Linked DNA regions of Mus musculus: region 1 is linked to region 2. Evidence: chromatin contacts called from public promoter capture Hi-C data. All regions are on one chromosome and are shown on one strand. The core of a region is the stretch at or near the end of the contact, and the rest is flanking DNA. Distances in the headings are between cores, read along the strand shown. Region 1 holds the start of Zp1 (zona pellucida glycoprotein 1). Region 2 holds the start of 4930524O05Rik (RIKEN cDNA 4930524O05 gene).

Region 1 (6,560 bases), core at 1,613-4,112, 270 kb after region 2:
GGAGGTAGTGAGTGAGGCTCCCTAGGGGTGGGACTCACTCCCAGCATGCATCTTGCCCCTACCTGGACCATGATGATGCCCCAGTGGATAAAGGGGTAGTTGTCTGGTGATGCCCCTCACGAGGTGGGGCTCACTGTCAGCCTAAGTTCCACTCCTACCTGGATTGCTGTTCCACAGAGGGTGAGAGGGACATGGAAGACCACAAAAGCACTTGTCTTCTGGGTAGGGGGGCATCCGTTGGGGGCATAGGCCAGGTGGACATTGTCTAGCAGGACTCCATGTGTCAAGGCTGTTTCTTGTGACATGACCAAGGTAAAGTAGCCACTTTTGAAACACTGGAGAGTGACTAGGACAAAGGCAGGTCCAAGAGGTAGATCAGGCCTTTGGGATTCAAAGTCTCTCTACCTTAGGGACAGGGGATGGGCTCTGCGGGTGACAATGTTTAGCCACTAGGGAGTCACGGGATCTGGACATTGTTCTTCCCATTGTTGGCCTAAGCAAATGCCCTAGGAGCTGACAGAACAGAGGGTTGAATGCTACAGAGTGAGGTCAGGGTCTGTAAGAAGGGGAGGGACCCAGCAGCCCCCGGGGCAGGCACTCTTCCTATCTGAGGACGGTGGCATCTTCTTGGGAACTGGGTTCTCTTAGGCTGCATACAAGGCAGTTCAGCTAGATAGAAGGGAGACTTCCCCTGCTATGCCAAGGGCGTGCTTGGGATAAGAGGTTATACCTGTGTTGCCATAGTAACAGGGCTCTTCTTTGGTACTGTCATAGCAGCAGCCAGCCTGCTGACAGGTTTCCTTGGAACTTCCATTTACCATGCATGGGATGTGCCCGGAGGCTACCTGGCACCGCTCCTGGGGCAGATGGGTACCTAGGGTTGGTGACAGAGCAGTGAGGAAATGACTGTTTAGAGCTCAAAGGTCCCAAGACACAGACTGTACACAGAGAAGGCCCACATACCTACAGAATCCAGCTCAGTCAATTCCCAGGGCTCCAGCGTGCCCCATTGGGAGTGAGGTACAGTGGATCCAGCAGGTCCAGGTCCTAGGGATGGCGGAGCAGGAGTTGGATGGATGAAGCTCTGTTCTGGGTACAACGTAGTGAGACCAGTGTGGCCAGACCCAGCCAAGGTGTGGTCAGGGATGGGGTGAAGGGCAAAAGCATGAGGTGTAAAAGGCTCAGGTGTGGTGGGTGGAGCCAGGTAGGGGTCCGGAGTCACGGTGTGGTCTGGTTTGGGACAGATCAGTGTGACATCTTGTGCTATATCCACACGGCCATTGGGTAGGACGGCTTGTATGAACACCCTCAGGTGGAACCGCCCATCCTGCAGATGAGAGAGCCATAGAGAGCAGCTGAGTGTGGCCACCTGACACTTCAGGTGAGCGTGAGGGCTGGGCTGGAGGCCAGAGCATGGTGCCTGGCTGTTGACTACACCCAGTCCTGGAGTGGTTGCCACCCAGGCTGGCTGCTGTTAATGGAAACTGAGCATCCCTGGTGGAGAGGGAGCCGATTTGTGGCGTATCTCAGGATCTAACCCGTCACCTACCCACTCCCCACCCCTCATAGGCTCTATTCTTTTCTGGTCATAAGGGGCAGTTAGGACAATCTCCCTCTGTCCTCACATGTGACTCTCCTTACCTTCTCTAGAACGTGGCAGCCTTTGTAATCAGCTGAGAATACTGTGTGCTCCTGGGCCTCACTGGTCACCCAGTGGTAGCAGATAGAGCAGTTATTCACCTCAAACCGGTTCCCAAATTCATCTGGGTAGGGGGAGGAGATTGGGGAGGGAGTCTCAGGTGCTGGAGGGCAAAGGGCTGCTGGGAACCTCTGAAAAGCTCTTGAGGCGGGCTTGTTTCAAGACCTAGTTTTTCTTGCTAGCTCAGCTGTGTGGCCTTAGACAAGTGTCTTTCCCTTTCTGGTTTTGGTTTTCACTTCTGTCGTTGGCTCTTGGTAGCTGGGATAAGGGAGTGTTCACAGGGTGTCAGACACAGACTGAACACCTTATAGCCTAAGTTTAGTTAACCACGTACCTTGGCTGAGGCATCTAGGAATCCCAAGGACTCAGACCAACACAATAGGAGTGAAATGAGGGCAGAGTGAAAGAAGGAAGCTTATTTGTCATCTTAACTGTCTCATTTGGGGACACCTGCTCACTTGCATTGTTATTTCAGAACAGCAAACACCGAACCCCTACCCCACCCCATCCTACCTCACCCCGGGCTGCCCTCACCCTTCTTTTTCCATGCACAGGGCAAGTGTGTGTGTGGGAAGGGGGTCATCTTTCTCACCTCGCAGATGCTGCTCTGAAAGTGAGATTCAAATCATCACACAGAACCCCCCCCCCCACACACACACCTATTCTCTACATTAAATCACACCCCCAAGGGTGTTTTGTGGGCCCGAAGCTTGCAGCTGGAAGTTGAGAGCCCAGCATTTGGAGTCAGGGCCTGTCTTTCCTACAGGTGATTGTTGTGCACAGGGCACAGGAGAGTCCTGTCTCTGTGTGGTGATGGGCAAGAGGCTGGTTCTTGCAGCCCTCTTGAGTGACTGGCCTCTTCTCCTCCAGCGCCTGCCCCCGGGAAGAGGTGCAGCTCCCTCCTTGCAGCAGGCTGGGCTTGGGACTAGGCATGGGAAATTGGGAAGGGTGTCTGCCAGCACTCACCCAGCACCTTGAATTGGACAGTCTGGTTTGGCCTAGGGAACACCAGCAGCTGCATGCCCCGTACCCCACAGTCATAGCTGTATTCAAAGCCAGGCTCGAGATGCAGGCGCTGACCCAATCTCAGGGGAGCTGCCGCCAGCAGAAGCAGGACCACAAAACAACCCCAGGCCATGATGGAGGTCCCTGTCTGTCAGCACAGACACCCACAACAGTCTCTATGATTTCCCCATCATCCTACTTGGGGGGCCAAATCTTTATATGCATCAGGCAGGAAGTGGTAGCCTCTAGGGGCAAAGGAGATCCACCTGGGGGAGCAGCTGCTTAGCCTACAAGGGGCTATGGAGAAACTCCTTCCCCTGAGGCAGGAGAAGGCACGTTCCATCCTGGGTCTATCAAGGATCTTTAGAAAGCTGCTCCTGACCCCTCACCAATTTTCTGTGGCAGCTGGGACTACCCAGGGATTTCTAGCAAAGAGGCTGCAGGAAGGCTATAGGACAGCAGTCATTCCTGAATGCTTCAGTCCACTGACTGGGTGCTTCCCAGTCTCACATGGGTGTGGGAACTTTCTGCCCAGGTATCCTTCTTCCAGGGTTTCCTTCTACCTGTCAGGACCCTGGAAACTGAATACAAGGTTACTCCCTGCCCCCACTCAAGCCCAGCTCCTGGCAGAGCTGGCAGAATGAGGGTGGTGGGTGGTAAGCAATCAGAGACTGGTGGTAGCGCCTCTCAGTGTTCTCATAGTTAATCCTTGGCGATCACATCCTCTGCTAGAAAACACAAAATCCCAGATGCACGAATGTCTGAAATATTCTGAGCACCAATATGATGGCAAAAGTGGAAGTCTGTTCTTGACCTTGTGATGAGTCACACATTACACACATGATACAGCACAAATCAAAATCCAGTTGCTGGGTCCACATGGTGGTACATGCCTGCAATCCCAGCACATGGGAGGCTGAGACATGAGGATCATAAGTTTGAAGGCAGCCTGGGCTACAGAGGGAGAGAGAGAGAGAGAGAGAGTGAGAGAGAGAGGGGGAGAGAGAGAGAGGGAGAGAGAGAGAGAGAGGGAGAGAGAGAGAGAGCAAGAGAGCAAGAGAGAGGGAGAGAGAAAGAGAGGGAGAGAGAGAGCAAGAGAGCAAGAGAGAGGGAGAGAGAGAGAGGGAGAGAGAAAGAGAGGGAGAGAGAGAGAGAGAGAGAGAGAGAGGAGAGAGTGCTTGTTATGTAAGTATGATGATCTGAGTTCAAATTCCCAGCATCCATGTAAACAGCCAGGTGTTTGTAACACCATGACTCTTGGGATCAGAGATAAAAGGATTACTGGGGCTTTCTGGCTGCTAGCCTAGCTCCAGATTCACTGAGAGATCCCGTCCCAAAGGAATCAGGCGCAGTAATGAACAGGTGTGCTGGTTCATTTTTTGCCAGCTTGACATAAGTTAGAGTCATCTGGGAGAAGAAACCTCAGTTGACCTGTAGAAATCAGATTGACCTGTAGGGGAGTCTTCTTGATTGGTGATTGACCCAGGAGGGCCTAGGCCCTGTGGGTGGTGCTACGCATGGGCAGGTGGTCCTGGTTTGTACAAAAAAGTAAGCTGAGCGAGTCACGAGGAGCAAGCTAGTAAGCAGCATTCCTCCGTGGTTTCCTCCTGTCCTGACTCCCCCCAGTGATGCACTATTTGTTACCTGTAAATATAAAATGAAATTAATCTTTTCTTCCCCAGTTTGCTTTTGGTCATGCTGTTTATCACAGTATTGGAAAACAAACTAAGGCAGTGGGGTACCAGACATCCTGCTCTGGCCTCTCCTCATGCATGGGTGCTCACAGAACACACATGCACACACAAATATAAAACACCTTTAGTCCCAAGCATTTTTGATAAGCAGTGCTTAAGCATAATAAATGAAATAATATAAAATAAGAATAGATAATGGAATAAACATGGCATCCTAGATAGATACCGGGAAAGCTTAGGAGATGTATCTACCAGGTTATTGACAGCGAAACATGCCTGAGACTATTAGAAGGCATTAGCTACGGGGAAAGTGGTGAAGGGGGTGCCAATCACCTAATGTCTTCTTGGTTTTCTGTTCAGCAATTGTAAGAGATAACATCTATGAACACACAAGAATGGACCAAGCCTGTGCCAGCTCCTCATTTCCCCCATCCTCAGAGGGAAGCTATTATCCTCCCTTCCAGGTACTAATTCTCCCACAGCCCAGCGAGTCTGAGCTCAGCGAAGCCTGGTAACATGGGCCTGGTAACCTGTGGTTCTCTTGTACTTCAGAGAGCATGTAGTTACATGCTGACTGCAGACTAGCTGCTATGGCTTCCCACTTGTGACCTGGCTGCGCCATTCCGCCCCCCCCCGCCCCCCCCCCCCCCCGCCCCCAAGCCTCAGGTTTCTCCTTTGAAAACTAGAGTTGAAAAGTTGTGCTTATCTGGCAGGGTGAGCAAGAAGATTGAAAGAGACCCATAATGGGTGTGCTGAATTGTATGTGGCACTGACTTAATTCATGGCACTGGTGGCTGTTTGAGCAGAGTAAGGAGAGGTACCCACCTGGAGTGGGATGGGGTAGGATGGAGCTCCTGGAAGTATTTCGGAAGGAAAGTTGACTTCAAGAATAGGGTCTTGGACAGAAGAGATGGCTCTGTGGTTGAGAGCACTTGTTACTCTTGCAGAAGACCTGGGTTTAGTTCCCAGGACCCACATGGTGCACAGCCATCCAAAACTCCAATTCCAGTGGATCCAAAAATCTTTTCTGAACTCCATGAGTACCAAGCATGTTTGCAGTACACATGCATAGATGTAGGCAAAACACTCATACACATTAAACAAACAAACAAACAAACAAATCTTAAAATTGTCTTAAGGAAAAAGAAACATTCCAAGTTAGAAAAGAAGAGTGGGCCGGGCGTGGTGGCGCACGCCTTTAATCCCAGCACTTGGGAGGCAGAGGCAGGCGGATTTCTGAGTTCGAGGCCAGCCTGGTCTACAGAGTGAGTTCCAGGCCAGCCAGGGCTACACGGAGAAACCCTGTCTCGAAAAAGACAAAAAACAAAAACAAAAACAAACAAAAAAAAAAAAAGTAAAAAAGAAGAGAAGAGTGGGGCCTTAGGGCTGGAGAGGCAGCGCAGTTGAGTGCTTGATTAGCATGCATTAGCCCCGATCCAGTCCCCAGCGCCATATACACTGGAGGTGGTGACTGTGACCTCAACACTCTTTTGAAGGTGGAAGCAGGAGGATCAGGATTTCAAGGTCATCTTGTAATATAGCAAGTTTGAGGCCAGCCTGGGTTATGTAATACTCTGTGTTCAAACAACAACAACTGAACAATAACAACAACTAAACAAACCACACAACACAACAATACACCTTAAGGGCTTGGTAGAGAAAGGTGGGGATGGGGAGAAGATGAAGAGGAAAAGCTGCCAGGATGTGGGTTCTTCTACAGGAATGATGCTTTATTTTACTGTTGTGGTACTAGGCAAACACTGCCACTGAGCTGTATCCTCAGCCTTAAACTGGTCTCTTTAAAATGATATAAGGCAGCCAGGCAGTCATGGCGCAGGCCTTTAACTCTATGAGCTCTGGGACAGCCAGGGCTACAGAGAGAAACTCTGTCAAAACAAAACAAAACAAAACAAAACAAAACAAAACCAGACAAACAACAAACACAAGCTTTTCAAGCTCACAGAAAAGAATTTGCTTGCAGTTTTTTTATCCCCTGCTTTCTCCAAGTATCTGTGTGCGTATATTTGTGTGTATATAGCACATATTCTTCTGTGGTAGTTGAGCTGTGCAAATGGATTCTTCCTTATCTCTTGTCACGTACATTAATTATGTTGGTGAGTTGTTCACTGAGAAACTGGCTCTGGAAGTGGGGATGGCTTCCT
Region 2 (6,008 bases), core at 3,131-5,630:
TTTATTTTTTTTCTGGCATTTAAGTGTGCCTGTGGGGGTCAGAGGACATCTTTTGGGAGCTCTTCCATCTCATGGGTCCCAGGGATTGTACAGGCTTTGAGGGAGGCACCTTTGCCTGCTGAGCCATTTCCCTGGCTCCCCCGGGACCATGTTTTAAGGTCCCATGAGTGAGTGCTGCTTATTGAGGGAGGGCCCTGAGAGGTTTGGAGCAGACTGTCCCATCGCAGGTGGCCTTAGGTGAGGACCTTCTGGAGATCATAGGAAGATGGTTCCAGAGAAAACAGAGTTAGAGGGCTCAGGGAGGCTGTGTCTGTTCCTCAGCCTAGAGACAAAGCAGCCGGCGCTGGGCTGAGACGGTGAGGGTGGAGACCATCAGCTGGTCCCCAGTGGCCCCGAGCTGGGTGAGAGAGAGGGATGAGAGGATTCCAAGTCCTGTGGAGAGATGGCTGCTAGCTTTGTCTTCTGCTCTCACAGACACTGACGAGTGCCTGGGAACACCCTGCCAGCAGAGATGTAAGAACAGCATTGGTAGCTATAAGTGCTCCTGCCGCGCTGGCTTCCACCTCCACGGCAACCGACACTCCTGTATAGGTGAGATCTTCCGCCTGTGGCTGGTGCACTTAGGACGCCAATCAGGAATGTGGGCAGGTCAGTCTGGAAACTAGGAAGACCAACATTTGGATCTTCCGGTCCCGTGGAGCCTTTGTTCAGAGCATTCCCGTCCCATGGTTGGTGTCTTTCTGCCTTTAAGACCTCAAGCTGGGCCTTCCCTGGCCATCTCCCCTTTCAACCTATTAGAGTCTCTTCGATTCTCTCCCAGGTACATATCAAGGCTTTCTCGCTGCTCACCCACTTTCTTGGTGTCTTTGGTTTAGGAGGAGACTCCAATTTTCTCAGCTCATTAGAAATTTCCAGATGTTTGGTAATCCCTATGACCAAAAGTGGGGTCCCATGAGCTTGAAGAAGACCTTGTACTAGTTAGTGGGTTAAGTATTTGGTCTTGAACCTGCTTTGCGCAGCAGTGAGTGTTGAGACACTGTTTACAGAGGAATATCGGACAGCAGAAGATTTGGAAACCAGCTTCCCACCAGGGTTGAGCTCTTGATGGTTCTGGGACGAGCTGCACCCCCACCCCCTGGATGCAAGAAGCCCCCAAGAATACTGCCAATAGACACCAACTCCATCCCTAGCTTTCTGAGTCACATCTTGTACCTGGATGGACTCTAGAGCTCTGCAGCTGAACTCTCCCAGTCTTCAGCATTCAGGAAGGGGATGAGAAAGGGCTCCATGGCCAAGGTAAGGCAGCAAGGCTCTCCCACAGATGTCAACGAGTGTCGGCGGCCACAAGAGAGGAGAGTCTGTCACCACACCTGCCACAACACTGTGGGCAGCTTCCTGTGCACCTGTAGACCTGGTTTCAGGCTTCGATCTGACCGTGTGTCCTGTGAAGGTGAGCACCAGGCCCTAGCCCTACCCTCTAGCTCTTAGTCCTGCCTTCTCAGCACAAAAGCCCACTCCATAGATCTTGTTCTCCTGACTCCAAACCATATCTTAAAGATCTTGGTTCTGCCCTTGAGGTACCAGACCTCACCCCCTAACCACAGGCCCCCTCTTTGCCAAACTCGTTCTTTAAATCCCGCCTTTTTTCCAGTTCTTTTTGTTTGTCACTACCAATGCCCCCCGCTTTCTTTCTCGCTTTCCCTGTTCCCTTACATTTTAAAAATGTACTTACAAAAAAAATGTTTATGCATATGAGTATTTTGCCTATTTATATGTGTGTGTCTGGTGCCTGTGGAAGTCAGAAGAGGTTGTTAGATCCCCTAGAACTGGGGTTACAGCATCATGTGGGTGCTTGGAACCAAACCTGGGTCCTCTGCAATAGCAACCATTTCTCCATCCTGGATTTTTTTTCCTTTTCTTTCTCTCTCTTTCTTTCTTTCTTTCTTTCTTTCTTTCTTTCTTTCTTTCTTTCTTTCCTTCCTTCTTTCTTTCTTTCCCTTTATTTTTAATAAAAGGGTTGGGGCTTTTAGAAAGATTTATTTTATGTATATTATAAGGGTTTTGCCTGCTGGTTTGTATGTGTACCACATGCTCCAGAAGGGCCAAGAAGTGACCTCCTGGGACTGGGGCTGTGGATTGTATGAGTCACCATGTGACTGCTGGGAACAGAACCAGCTCCTCTGCAAGAGAAGCCTGTGCCCTTAACCTCTGAGATGGCTCTCCAGCCCCATTCTTCAACTTCTTTATGCAGTCCTTTCCCTTTTCACTGTCGCCAGCTATTGCCTACAAATGGTAAAAAAAGGAAAAAACAAAAAACAGCCATAAGGGGATTCTCCGTTTTTGTGACGAGGTGCAGTAGATGTTCATCTGTAGGGGAAATGCCGGTTCAGTTCCCAGGTCTTTACGTGTGGGCAGGAGCCTCCTCCCTCAAGGTGACCAGACAGTGCCACTGCAGGGAACCCTCCGCTGAGCCCTCATCCTGAGCCCTAGCTCCACTGCAGGGAAGCCATAGCTAGATGGGAAGCAGGGGACGCAATGAAACCCCAGCCCAGAGCAGTTGGGGAGAGTTGTTTCCAGGATGGACCCTGAAGGCCTTCCAGCCTCAGGAAAACTTGTGTTCCCTTATAGCTGTTAAGGAAGGAAGGGCAGCTGAGTCTTGGGCTGCCGGACCTCCTTGTTACTGGTTTAGGATCTTTTCTTGCCCATTAGTGTTTTCCCAGCCTTCTTCCCTTGTGGCTGTCGCTGTGGCCTCAGTAGGTCACAGCCTGTTACTTTATGTGGCTGAGGACCTGTTTAGGCCTCTCGAACCCCACTTCCTGCCCCTGCTGCCTTCCTTAGGAGACCCTGTGCTTCCATTTCAGCTTTCCCGAAGGCCGTTCTGGCCCCATCTGCCATCCTGCAGCCCCGACAGCATCCTGCTAAGATGTCCCTGCTCCTCCCTGAGGCAGGCCGGCCTGCCCTGTCCCCAGGACACAGCCCTCCTCCAGGGGCCCCAGGATACCCCACTGGAGTTAGAACAATCAGTCAGCCATCTACCACCCAGGTCCTACCCACATTCTTTCCCACACAGTTGATATCCACTCCAGTGCCAAGTTCCTCCCCACTGGGGACCCTTGGACCCCCCTCACTCCTCCAGGGGGCTGTAGGGACCCCTTCCTCACCTAGGGGTCCTGAAAGCCCAAAGCTGGGAGCAGGGTCCTCTTCCTGTTGGCACCTGGGAGCCACGTATGAATCAGGCAGCCGCTGGAACCAGCCCGGATGTTCTCAGTGCTTGTGCCAGGTAGGTGTGAAGTCCCCAGGCTGCCTTGGGGGAGTGTCTAGGTTCTGCCCACCACTGCAACTCCTGTTTGTGCATTCAGGATGGAGAGGTGACCTGTGGAGGAGTAAGGTGTGACGCTACCTGTTCCCACCCAGTTCCCCCGAGAGATGGGGGGTGCTGCCCCTCTTGCACTGGTAAGAGCTCTTTCTTCCTCTAGCCTTTTGCAGCCCAGGGGCTATTTATTATTCAACTTCTCCTGCAATCAGTTCTTGGTGTCACCTGGAAATCTGACTTGGAGGTTCATGGGTGGGGCCTGAGAACATACAACACTACACTGCTGCTGCTGATCTGGAATCTCACTTTGAGAACCATTTGTCTATGCTGAAGAGCTCTTCAAGGAAAACCTTCTAGCAGGCTGCTCTTCTTGGCCCATCCTGCCTGCCTGCCTTCTTTCCTTCCTTCTTCCTCCTCCCCTTCCTCCTTCCTTCCATTCATTCTTTCCTCCTTCCTTTTCTCCCTCCCTCCTCCCTCCCTCCTTTGTTCCTCTTCTATTCATCCTTCCCTCCCTCCTTCCTCCTTTCCTTTCCTTTCCTTTCCTTTCCTTTCCTTTCCTTTCCTTTCCTTTCCTTTCCTTTCCTTTCCTTTCCTTTCCTTTCCTTTCCTTTCCTTTCCTTCCTTCCTTCCTTCCTTCCTTCCTTCCTTTCAGTGCACATGCATTCTGTTGACTTCCTTCCCCAGTCCTACCTACCCTACATTGCTGGAGGACAATCATTTCACTTTCCTCCCATAGGCTGGGGCTGGGGCTATGGGCCTGGGGCTGGGGCTGGGGCTGGGGCTGGGGCTGGGGCTGGGGCTGGGGCTGGGGCTGGGGCTGGGGCTGGGGCTGGGGCTGGGGCTGGGGCTTGCCTACTATGTGTGAGGGAAGTCCTAATTCAATCTGCAGCACCATAAAACCAAAAATCTTTCCAGGGTCTGCCGAGGCAGTGCCTACATTGCTGTCTTACATTTCCGTTTTCTACCATGTTCCACCTATGTATGGGGCCCTGAAGGAAAGAGCTGAGTTCTCTTTATAACCGAGATTTTGGATCCTTTCAGGTCTCCTGCTGGCTACATAGTGATATTTCCCTATTATGGTGAGAATAGCTGAGTCACAGAGAGGCATCGTGACGTGGGCAGGGCTACTTGGGTAAACGGAGCTAGAACTCTAGGTTCGGAACATAGCGTCTCCTGTGTGGTGGGAACGAAATGCCCCTTTCTCAGGACACACTTCAAGGCACACCCTCACAGCCACTGTAGCTACTCTTGCATCTGTCTCCTGTGCTGTTTCCCAGCAGTCCTAGGACCACCCAGTTCAAGGGACCTATGTCTGCCACTGCTGGCACATCCAGGGTGGTGAGAGAATGTTCCAGAAGTATTACGCCTCAAAGAGAAGAGACCTGGTTTCCTGTCCTTTGAGGAGGCTGACGTTCCCCACCTCCTGTTTGTCTTTCAAAGGCTGCTTTCACAGTGGCGCTATCCGAGCCGAAGGGGATGTGTTTTCACCTCCTGAGGAGAACTGTACTGTGTGTGTCTGTCTGGTAAGCAACCCGGGATTCACCACCGCATGTTGTCTTAACCTTTGGGGGTTGTCAAGGAGGGGAACAGACTGGATGTTGAAGATGAACTTCTCCTTGGAAGGGAGCTTGATGCAAGGCTTTGAATCTAAAACTATTGAGTTTGAGAAGGTCATTGGAAGCATCCAAGCTCTGGCCAATGGCTGTGGAGGGTATCTGCTGTGCATGCGAGAGCCAGGGCAGAACAGGGTCCATCTATTTGGGAAGGGAAGGGTAGAACTCTCTCAGGAACTTCCCCAAGGAGCCTGCTTTCTCCAGGCAAAATATTTATTACCACAACAAAGGTGTCCACATCTGGGTGAGAGCAACCTCATTAAGCCCTGGGCTTCTTGAGTATTTTTGCTTCTGGCATGATTACACTCCTCGGAGAGTAATCATGTGTCAGATGCTGCCTGTGTGAATTTAATTCTGGGCACCCACTGGGTGTCAGGCACAGATTTGATGCCCTTCCCCTGTTTCTTAACCAGAGGCTCCCAGAAAATGCAGGGTGGGTCCTGGATCTGTAGATTCAAAGATGGAGGCTGGAAGCTGGTGGAGCTGGGGTTTGAACAGTGGTCTGTTCCAGGCTTTGTCTACCAACCGTTGCTGCCATGCTCTGGCTACCTTTAAACACAGCTCCAGAGCTGGCCACAATTGCTGATGGGGTGGTGTGTGATCAGAGACGCAGAGAATGCCAGTAGCATTCATCTAGCTCTTCCTGTATGTTAAGCATGAGGAGGAGAGGAATTTGTGTGCATTCTTCCAATTTTATGTGGTAAGACAGGCACTGATTCCACCCATGTTAGAAGATCCTGGAGATGTGATGTCCCTTTGCCGAAAGTCTTGTTAGGAGATGCATAGATAGTGGAACTCAGGTCTAGATGGTTCCAATGGTGGACACTTTTTAAATTTTAACTTAAAAATTACTTGTAAAGGTGTATTGTATACTGGGTATGGTGCCACATGTCTCTAATCTCAGCACTTGGAAGACAAGCAAGCATATCTCTTGAGTTTGAGGCCATCCTGGTCTACATGTTGAGTTCCAGGACAGGACAGGTAGGGCTACATAGTTAGACTCTTTCTCAAAAAAAAAAAGTACTTTATTATTTTGACATTTTAGTTATTTATTTTAAAAAGATTTATTGATATGTTTTTAT

Evidence for each region. Capture Hi-C pulls out chosen DNA fragments and counts their contacts.
Region 1: a promoter capture Hi-C map of adipose tissue shows a contact between it and region 2. A contact is called at or near these places in 17 of 39 promoter capture datasets (the 3T3-L1 cell line, 3T3-L1-derived adipocytes, the C10 cell line and 10 more), 2 of 484 Hi-C or Micro-C datasets (bone marrow-derived macrophages and embryonic stem cells), 6 of 130 datasets of targeted methods (embryonic forebrain, embryonic hindbrain, embryonic stem cells and 3 more) and 5 of 9 other capture datasets (adipose tissue, embryonic stem cells, liver and 2 more).

Annotation. Positions count from the first base shown.
Region 1 is chr19:10,917,739-10,924,298 of GRCm38.p6, forward strand. Zp1 (zona pellucida glycoprotein 1) reads right to left here and starts at 2,863. Exons shown (of 12, transcript NM_009580.2): 1 at 2,666-2,863; 2 at 1,642-1,763; 3 at 964-1,327; 4 at 731-874; 5 at 159-346. The coding sequence starts at 2,837.
Region 2 is chr19:10,643,673-10,649,680 of GRCm38.p6, forward strand. It overlaps 4930524O05Rik (RIKEN cDNA 4930524O05 gene), which reads right to left and starts at 4,381. Exons shown (of 3, transcript NR_045316.1): 1 at 4,264-4,381; 2 at 3,162-3,373; 3 at 2,022-2,283. Vwce (von Willebrand factor C and EGF domains) reads left to right here. Exons shown (of 20, transcript NM_027913.2): 6 at 475-591; 7 at 1,322-1,450; 8 at 2,862-3,280; 9 at 3,360-3,453; 10 at 4,754-4,836.